Linked DNA regions of Mus musculus: region 2 is linked to region 1. Evidence: chromatin contacts called from public promoter capture Hi-C data. All regions are on one chromosome and are shown on one strand. The core of a region is the stretch at or near the end of the contact, and the rest is flanking DNA. Distances in the headings are between cores, read along the strand shown. Region 1 holds the start of Arg1 (arginase, liver). Region 2 overlaps L3mbtl3 (L3MBTL3 histone methyl-lysine binding protein).

What was found. Promoter capture Hi-C pulls out the DNA fragments that hold promoters and counts their contacts.
Region 2: a promoter capture Hi-C map of pre-B cells shows a contact between it and region 1, with 4 times the contacts expected there. The contact joins the enhancer-like site here to the promoter of Arg1 in region 1. A contact is called at or near these places in 3 of 39 promoter capture datasets (cranial neural crest, hippocampal neurons and pre-B cells) and 1 of 9 other capture datasets (adipose tissue).

Annotation. Positions count from the first base shown.
Region 1 is chr10:24,925,458-24,929,374 of GRCm38.p6, forward strand. It overlaps Arg1 (arginase, liver), which reads right to left and starts at 2,013. Exons shown (of 8, transcript NM_007482.3): 1 at 1,855-2,013. The coding sequence starts at 1,911. Gm40616 (a long non-coding RNA gene) reads left to right here. Exons shown (of 4, transcript XR_001779741.2): 2 at 1-360; 3 at 1,505-2,316.
Region 2 is chr10:26,322,558-26,326,851 of GRCm38.p6, forward strand. All of the region lies in intron 12 of L3mbtl3 (L3MBTL3 histone methyl-lysine binding protein), which reads right to left. Among named protein-coding and RNA genes, the nearest start is that of L3mbtl3, 49 kb to the right of the region's middle. Within about 2 kb of position 2,889, at least 56 of the 459 cell types and tissues checked have an H3K27ac peak or open chromatin away from gene starts, as enhancers often do. A contact at or near this core is called in pre-B cells, where this site is marked.

The DNA.
Region 1 (3,917 bases), core at 763-3,262:
TGCCCACAGCTAAGGGGAATCTCTGTCAGAGGAGCTTGCCTGAGACTGGGAGAGGGCAGCAGATGGCATTTGAAGACAGAGTCTCCTAAAAGGGCTTTGACCATGATGGTGGCCTCTGCTGATGCCCAGAGGCCAAAGTCTGTTTCCTTCCTGCTGTCCTCCTGGGTTCCCTCCCTCTTTTTTTTTTTTTAATTGTTGTTGTTGTTGTCATCATTTTCAAGTCTGTTTTATAAACCATTTCAAGGATAAATGAAGGGCTGGTGAGATGGCCCAGTGCCTGAATGTATATGAATCTTGAAGACATAAACACACACACACACACTTAAGAAGAAAAGTAAAAATTTTAAAACAAAAGAACAGGTAAGCATATTATGGATTTTTTTTTAAATGTTTGCTTCATTATGTGTGTGTGCATGTGGGGGTGGCTCATGGAGGCAGAACATGGTGCTGAGTTCTCTGGAACTTGAGCTATGGGCAACTGTGAGCCGTCTGGTGTGGGGGATGGGAACTGAACCCTTGTCTTCTCAAAGAGGAGCAAGTGCTCTTAACCACTGAGCCACTTATCCAGACCCATATTGTGATTTTTTGTTTGTTTGTTTGTTTTGGTTTTTCGAGACAGGGTTTCTCTGTATAGCCCTGGGTATCCTGGAACTCACTTTGTAGACCAGGCTGGCCTCGAACTCAGAGATCCACCTGCCTCTGCCTCCCGAGTGCTAGGATTAAAGGCGTGCGCCACCACGCCCGGCCATATTGTGGTTTTAAAGGCATCATGAATCAACAAAATACCCCCATATTCTAGTGTTCTGGGAGAGCTCTGTGGAGATTTTTCCATAGAAGGTGAAATGCTATTACTGATACCAAATACAGTCTGGGTCTCCAACCTTCCACAATTTGTATAGTGAAGAGGGTGTGTGTGTGGGGGGGGGCGGGGGGCAGATTATATCTTTAGGTTCCACAGTTTAAAAGGCTAAAGGCTGCCTGAGTCTAAAAGCCAAGAGAAAGACCCCACGTAAAACAAAAGGACCCAGGAGTCACACACCACCTTGCTTGGCTTGGATTCCCCCCGTCCTTTTTAAACACAGAGAGTTGGAGCCTAAGGCATCCTGCTATCTCATTCTAATTAGCAGCCTGAGCGTATCCACGCAGACGGGGAATGAGGAGCGCATTTAGGCAGTGCTGACATGCGTGAGTCACTTAGGCGGGCTAGGCAGAGATTTATGGATCCATTAGTCGTGCAGACCTGATGTATTGTTTTATTTGTTCTCCTTAAAGAGAGATGTAAACCCCCCACCTCCCCCCCCATCTCCCCCCCCCAACTAATACTCAAAATCATTAAGCTCAAAATACCATGAATTCTTCGCAAACTTGCAAAAGCTCTATTATTTAAGTTATCCAAATTAAAACAAGCCTAAAGGCTACCTACCACCACCCATTACATTTTTCTAAGCATGAATTACGTAACCAGACTAATGTGTTTTCTTACAATCTCTCACTCCATACTCAGAAAACATCAAAAGCACCAAGAGCCACCGTAACTATGAGAGAAACTGCAGCCCAGACACAGGTGATCTACATCCAGAGGGTTTTTCTTCAAGCTTTGTAGTGACTCTTTGTCTTGAAATGGACTTTGGCAGGATCCAAAAGTCGGCAAGCATACTATGCCACACAGTGGTGAAGAGACTTGAGCTCTAGCACCTGGAGCCCAGATGGTGCTGGGAAGCTTGTAGCCCCAAGGCAACGCCTGTTAAGTGTTAAGAATGTAACATTTCCAGCTTGCAGCTAGACCACGATGCCTGGCAAGTGTTAAAATGTAACACTTCCCAATAAATTCCAGTCATTCAAAGCCAAACTCACCTGTCCTTTTGAGAAAGGCGCTCCGATAATCTCTAAGGACTTTGGCTTGGAGCTCATGCTCTCTCTGGGTTCCAGCGGCTGCTGCTGCTGCATGTGCTCGGGCTGTCCAGCTCCTCTCCACCGGCCGTAACCCTAAAAGACAGAGGGCACATCTTTTTCCCCCCTTATAATCAGGTTGGATCTGTTTATCCAACAACTGGCTCCGCCCACCGAATGGAAGAATGACAGAGTCAACAGAACCTCCCCATCAGAGGAACTACCATTCTTCCCTCTGAGCATTATTCATCCGTCCAGTTCACACCCTTTTGAAAAAGCCAGCTGGATGACATTAATCTCTCCTCAGACAATTGACAATTATGTGTGATTTCATAACCTCATGTGAAGTGCTAGGCTTCCGGCCTGGGCACCTCAGGGCAGGGTGCTCACCTTTTCCAGGATTTAAGTCCACTGGGGACTTGCAAGGTGAGGCTAAAACAGCAAGTGGGGGGGGGGGGTGAGGGGGTGGGGGGGGTGTCTCTTACTTCCCTCCTGTTGAGCATCCTGAGTCAAGGCTTCAAGTTCTGGGGAAAGTGAGACACATTTCATGTGTCACCAGGTTACACTGTCTAGGAAAGCATGGGGCTGGTTTTTGTTTTATATTGTTGTTGTTGTTATTATTATTATTATTTACAGGAAGGCATCATTTATTTCCCTGACAACCCAAAGCAGTTCTATTTTTGAAATACAGTCTCCAGGAAAATCTCATTTTTGGAATCATGATATCCCAAGATAGGGAAAGCAAACTAGCTAATATGAGTTGTCTTTGTCGTGTGCCAAGTGCTATTCTAGTTAATGTTCTTTCGCTTCCTGTTTCCTCTTTAAACTAACTTCAGACTGAGAATCATTCTTATGCTGTTTTGCCCAGGAAGAGACTGCAGCTTGGTGAGGTTGCTAGTCACATACAGGTTGCAGAAGAATCGAAACGGAGCAATGGGCATTCTGCACCCGCCGAGCTGCCGCGATTCTAATCTACACACCAGCAGAGTGTCAGCAGGGCCCCCTGAGATCTAGGGCAGATGAGAGAGGCCAGCCGGTAACACCAAGCCCGATGACCCGAGTTTGACCCGAAGAACCCATTTGGTGCAAGGAAAGAGTCAACTCCTCCAAGTTGATCTCTGACCTCCACGTGGGTGATGTGGTCCGGTCCCTGTGTAAAGCCACCCCCAACACTAAAGAAATATTTTTAAAAGTATTAATTTAGAAGAAACACAACCAAGTATTCTCCCAGTTACAAAGTTACATGATTATAATTTTAAAAAGAAAACCCACATGTCAGAAGTAAATTTCTTTAACCTTGTGAGGACAAAAAGCACCCAGAATTTTAATACCTCAAGAAAGATTCTGTTCCCTCTACCATCAGTACATAGAATCGTTCAGTACAAAATAAACATTGACTTATTGATTGAATAAATGTATTGCATTTATTGAATGAATAAATCAAGAAGCCAAAGTCCCTCAGGACCATTTTGATACCTCCTTTTCAAATATATTTTTCATCTTACTATGTTTTTCTGATATACGGTTATAGATTTTTTTAAAAAATTGATTTATGTAAGATAGAATTTTCCTATATATTTGAAGCTAGCTAGGAATTTAAGTTTTACCTGCTCCCAGATCCCAAATGTGCACCTCTACATTTTTGTTTGCTTTTTGGAGACATGTTTTCTTTGTGTGGCTCTGGCTACCCTAGAACTAGCCCTATAGACCAGGCTAACCTTGAACTCACAGATAGCAATCTGTCACTGCCTCCTGAGTGCTGGGATTAAAGGTGTGTGATACCACCACCTGTCAATACCTCTACATTTTCTTCTATTTAATTTAAACTTTCTCTTTCTTTGGGCCTCTTGGTGCTGGCCCACAAATTCCAGCTATTTGAGAGGATGAGGCAGGGGGATTATAGGTTCAACACCTGCTGGGGTTATAGGGTTAGTTCAAAGGTCAACACAGAACCTGCCCCAAAGGTAAAAAGAAAAGAAGAAAAATGCCATTCAGGGGTAGATTGTTTTCCTGCCTGAAAGATGCTG
Region 2 (4,294 bases), core at 1,639-4,138, 1.4 Mb after region 1:
TGGCATCAGCAAGCCTTGCATGCACATGGTACACAGACATCGCATAAAAAGCTAGGCTAATATCAAGTTTATCTGTCCTCATGAAACACTCCTATTTCTGCAGCCTGTATGGACTACTCTGCTTCCCTTGAGAGACAAGAGAACTTTGTTCTTCTCCTTAGTTATGACGATGCTACATCCCCTCCTCTGAACTCCACGTTTTAGAAACCTCAGAAGCATGGCTCTTGCAAATCATGTGTTGTTGCATCGGATGAAAAAAGTTGATTCTCCTCAGAGAATCACCTAAGAGAGAAGCCTAGAGACAACACACCACACAACTGGAACTTGCATCTGCTCTGACTCAACACTTCTCCTCTCTAAACCAATCTGATATTAAAATGAAACTGAAACAACTTCCTTTTAAATTATAGTAAGCCTTATAACTAATGTACGAAGCAAAATTATATAACTAACATACAAAGTAAAATAGTATAATTTTATGCAGTGGTACATAATATTTCAATATATGAAATAATTATTCTTTCTAAAATATTTGTGTCATTCTATACTCTTAGATGACTATAATGTTTTAGTCATTTACTTTTTCTCTTTCCAATAAAAGTACTCTGTAGGGGGAACAAAAGGAAGTAGTACTTATAAATAGCTTCATAAAAAATAATACATATACAGTGGTTCAATTCTTTCTCTTGTCAATCAAATGTAACGGTAAAGTACCTGCCAAAGTCATGCTGATTATTTCAAAGCAAAAATAAATGTTACTAACTTTAGATTTTTTTGATTTATCTATAAATTACAACTAAGGAAATCTACACCATACTGCTTATTGCCTAAATGTTACATGAAGTCCATCATAAGTATTTATTAAGTCACCATTGAAGCTAAAGCCACCATCTCAATGAAGAAAATAAGCATAGCCCACTCTGACCCATTTTCCTTATACTCTGTCAGTAGCACACAGCGCCCCACTCAAAAGTTGGAAGGCTCCAAACTCATTTCCTTTGCCACCGAACAAGTCATCATAGTCCCATCCAGTGTTCGAAGGCAGACATGTGACAAGTGACCGGCACCAATCACTTTTCACTTCTTCTCCCTATCTCCATCATTTAGGACTTTATGCAAATCACGGGTGAACTACTAATAGCAGACTGCTATGATCCCTGTGGATCAATCGTGGGTGGTTCTGAAAAGCTCAGAAAACAAATTCACAAACACAAAAACCCCTCAATATTTATGATTTAACTATAAAGTGAGCAAGATCATGTTATACAAATTCCAACAGGCTAAGTGAGTACCCCAGCCCCTAGGGTTAAAAGGGAGATGTGCTTTGTTGGAGGTGGGTATTTGTTTAGCTCAGACTAGCCTTGAATTTGCTGTGTAGAGAGTGACTTTCACTTTTTTGATCCTCCAGCCTCCTTTTCCCAAAAACTACATCAACTTCCATGTGTATGCATGAGAGCCAAGCAAGGATATTTCTTCTTTTTCTCTGTGCTGAGAGAGAAGACGTGATTAATGTGACCAGTCATCTCGTGTCAGATAGCTACACTCCCTTCCTTCACAGTGCTTTGAGACCTTCTTCTAGCCCAGAAACCACACTCAACATACTCTAAGTGCAGGAATACAACCTTAGAAGATGATGTCCGCACTTGCCCCTTCCATGCTTCAAGTACTTGCGAACTGATTTCTGCCCCCTGAAACTTTTATTTGAATCCTGTGGCATGCGATGAAGCAGGTATTATCTGACCCCTACAGAAGGGGCAACTAGGCCGCAAGAGTTAAGTAAGCTACAAGGTGCCAGTTTCCACAGAGCATGCCTGACAGTGACTCAACATCCCCTCAGGTGTAACTCTAATCCCATGTCTTCTGCCTTTCTTCATGAACCCTCCAGTGAGGTTGAATCAATCCTTCATTCCACATGCCACACAAGACAGCAACAGATGGTACGGGGTGGGGGTGGGGTGGGGTGGGGTTGGAGGTGGGTACACAATTAAACCCTAAGCACCAATGACTGAGGGCACGTTTCTCTCCTACCTGAGAACACAGGTCCCCAGTGCCAAAGTTCAAGACTTAAGTTCCATTCACTGCATGCCCTTCTGCAAAAACACCACTCAGTGTACTTCCAACTAAACTTAGTAATAAAAGTTCATGGCACTCTAAGACCCATGTTACAAATCAGTTAATATTATATTATGAGAAAACTAAAGTTATTATTATTGTAAACTTGTAAATATTAAAGAGCTGGACCTTGAGGCACAGTTTGTAGTTACTCAGAAACAGCTGGGGAAAGGTGGTTTCTTCCACGTCACCAATTTGATGCTTCCCTTTCGACAGATCTACTCTTTGCTGACTTTTGCCCTAACTCACCAAGAGATCCATCACAACAAACTGAAACCCAAGGGGCTGAGGCTGCAGATCCACGCACTCAGGACTTTGTGCTAAACATATTAAGTCCCATGGTCATGCTGTCCTGGAGCTGGATCCCCAAAGACACGATCACACTAAAATAGCATTTCTTTCCAAGGAAAAATATTTCCCAGTGCCTGGGGGGAAGAAGAGGAGACAATTCTCATCATATGTTCTGTCTCTGGAGCCCAATATCAGGCAAGAGGGAGGGAAGAGGGAAAGAGGCTGCGTATGCAATAGGGGGTAGGGTACAGTATTCCTAAGGTGCTTATAACAGAGCAAGACAATGCAGAGGTTCCTCTATCTTGTACTCTTGTTGTGGCCATTTCAAGTTTAAACTAGAATTTGATCCCTTTGATAGAGAATCCCATAGACAACAAGCAAACCCTATTCTAGGAGCCCAAGGTCACAACACTCCAGCTACCTTACCTTAGCTTCTGCTAAACTGACTGTTTGTACAAAACCCCTCCTCCATCTAACTGCTTATCTTAGCATCTGTTAAAAGATTTTCTTGCGCAAAACCTCTCCCTGCAGCTGCAGAGCAAGACATACAGGATGTGGTTTCTACCTTTTAAAAACCCCTACCCGAAATACTTGGTGCTATCTTTGGGTCTTGAATACCTGAGTGCAGTCCAAGGCTACTGGAGTGAAGACTTTCAATTTGTTGACTCATCTCTGGTAGGATCCTAGTAACAATCCTCACTTTCCTTCCTGCATCTTTATTTTTTATTTTTTGGTTTTTTTAGACAGGGTTTCTCTGTATAGCCCTGGTTGTCCTAGAACTCACTCTGTAGACCAGGCTGGCCTTGAACTCAGAAATCCGCCTGCCTCTGCCTCCCAAGTGCTGGGATTAAAGGCATGTGCCACCACTGCCCGGCTTCCTTCCTGCATCTTTAAAGTAATGTCTAGTTTGAATATTCTGTGAATATTAAGACTGACCTTGAGGCGAACAACTATCAGGAAACCCAGAGGTATATTTTATTTTTAGCATACACTCTTTTCCTTTCCTCAGTCCTGCACACAATTTCCTCATGTTCCTTTTTAGAAGGCAGAAATTCTTCATTACAACTAAACACACACTATCTTGATGTAGACAGACACATGCTTTTCATTTCTTCTGTATAAAGTGGAATACAGCATCTCTATACTACGGGGCTGGGAGCTCTCATTTCAAAACTACTTTAAACTAAAAAAGGAAAGGAAATATGTAACCTCAATTACACACCAAAGTAATTTATACAGGAAGAAAAAAATCCCAAATTCAAAAGACTAGAGAAATAGAGACAGTCCAGCATTAAGCAATTTTAAATGTGCCTTAGTTGCACACTAAGGAAGGGAACACACTTTCTTTTGCTGACAATTAACAAAATATCATTTCATGTCAATAGAAACATAAGTAGCCCTCAAAGACATCCCAGTCTGAAGATAAAGGCATTAGTGTATGCTTTTAAATATGCAGAATGAGTTATAAGAGAGCAGATTTCCCTTTGCATTTATCAGAAGGAAGCAGGGTTCTATCTGTTTATTCACCAGGGCACTTGTGAAAAGCTTCCCATGGTCATTACTTTCTTCCAGAAATCCATGTGCAGAGTCAATGTCATACTGAAGAAGTAATTATGGCTTTAAAACACTGTGATGTCCTGGACAACAGAGGCAGGTTGATCTCTGTGAGTTCAAGGCCAGCCCTGTTCTGCACCTCAAGTTTCAGGAAAGTTAGGGCAATACAAAGAGACTTTGTACTTTAAGAGCATCATACTATGAAAATGGTAAGATAATATAATAATAAAAAATATTCCTTAAATGATATCATTTGTATTCAGCTATCTGAATGGTTCAATTAGCTGAGTATAAATATATGGAAAGATAGTTAAAATTCTCAAAGAGTTATACAAGA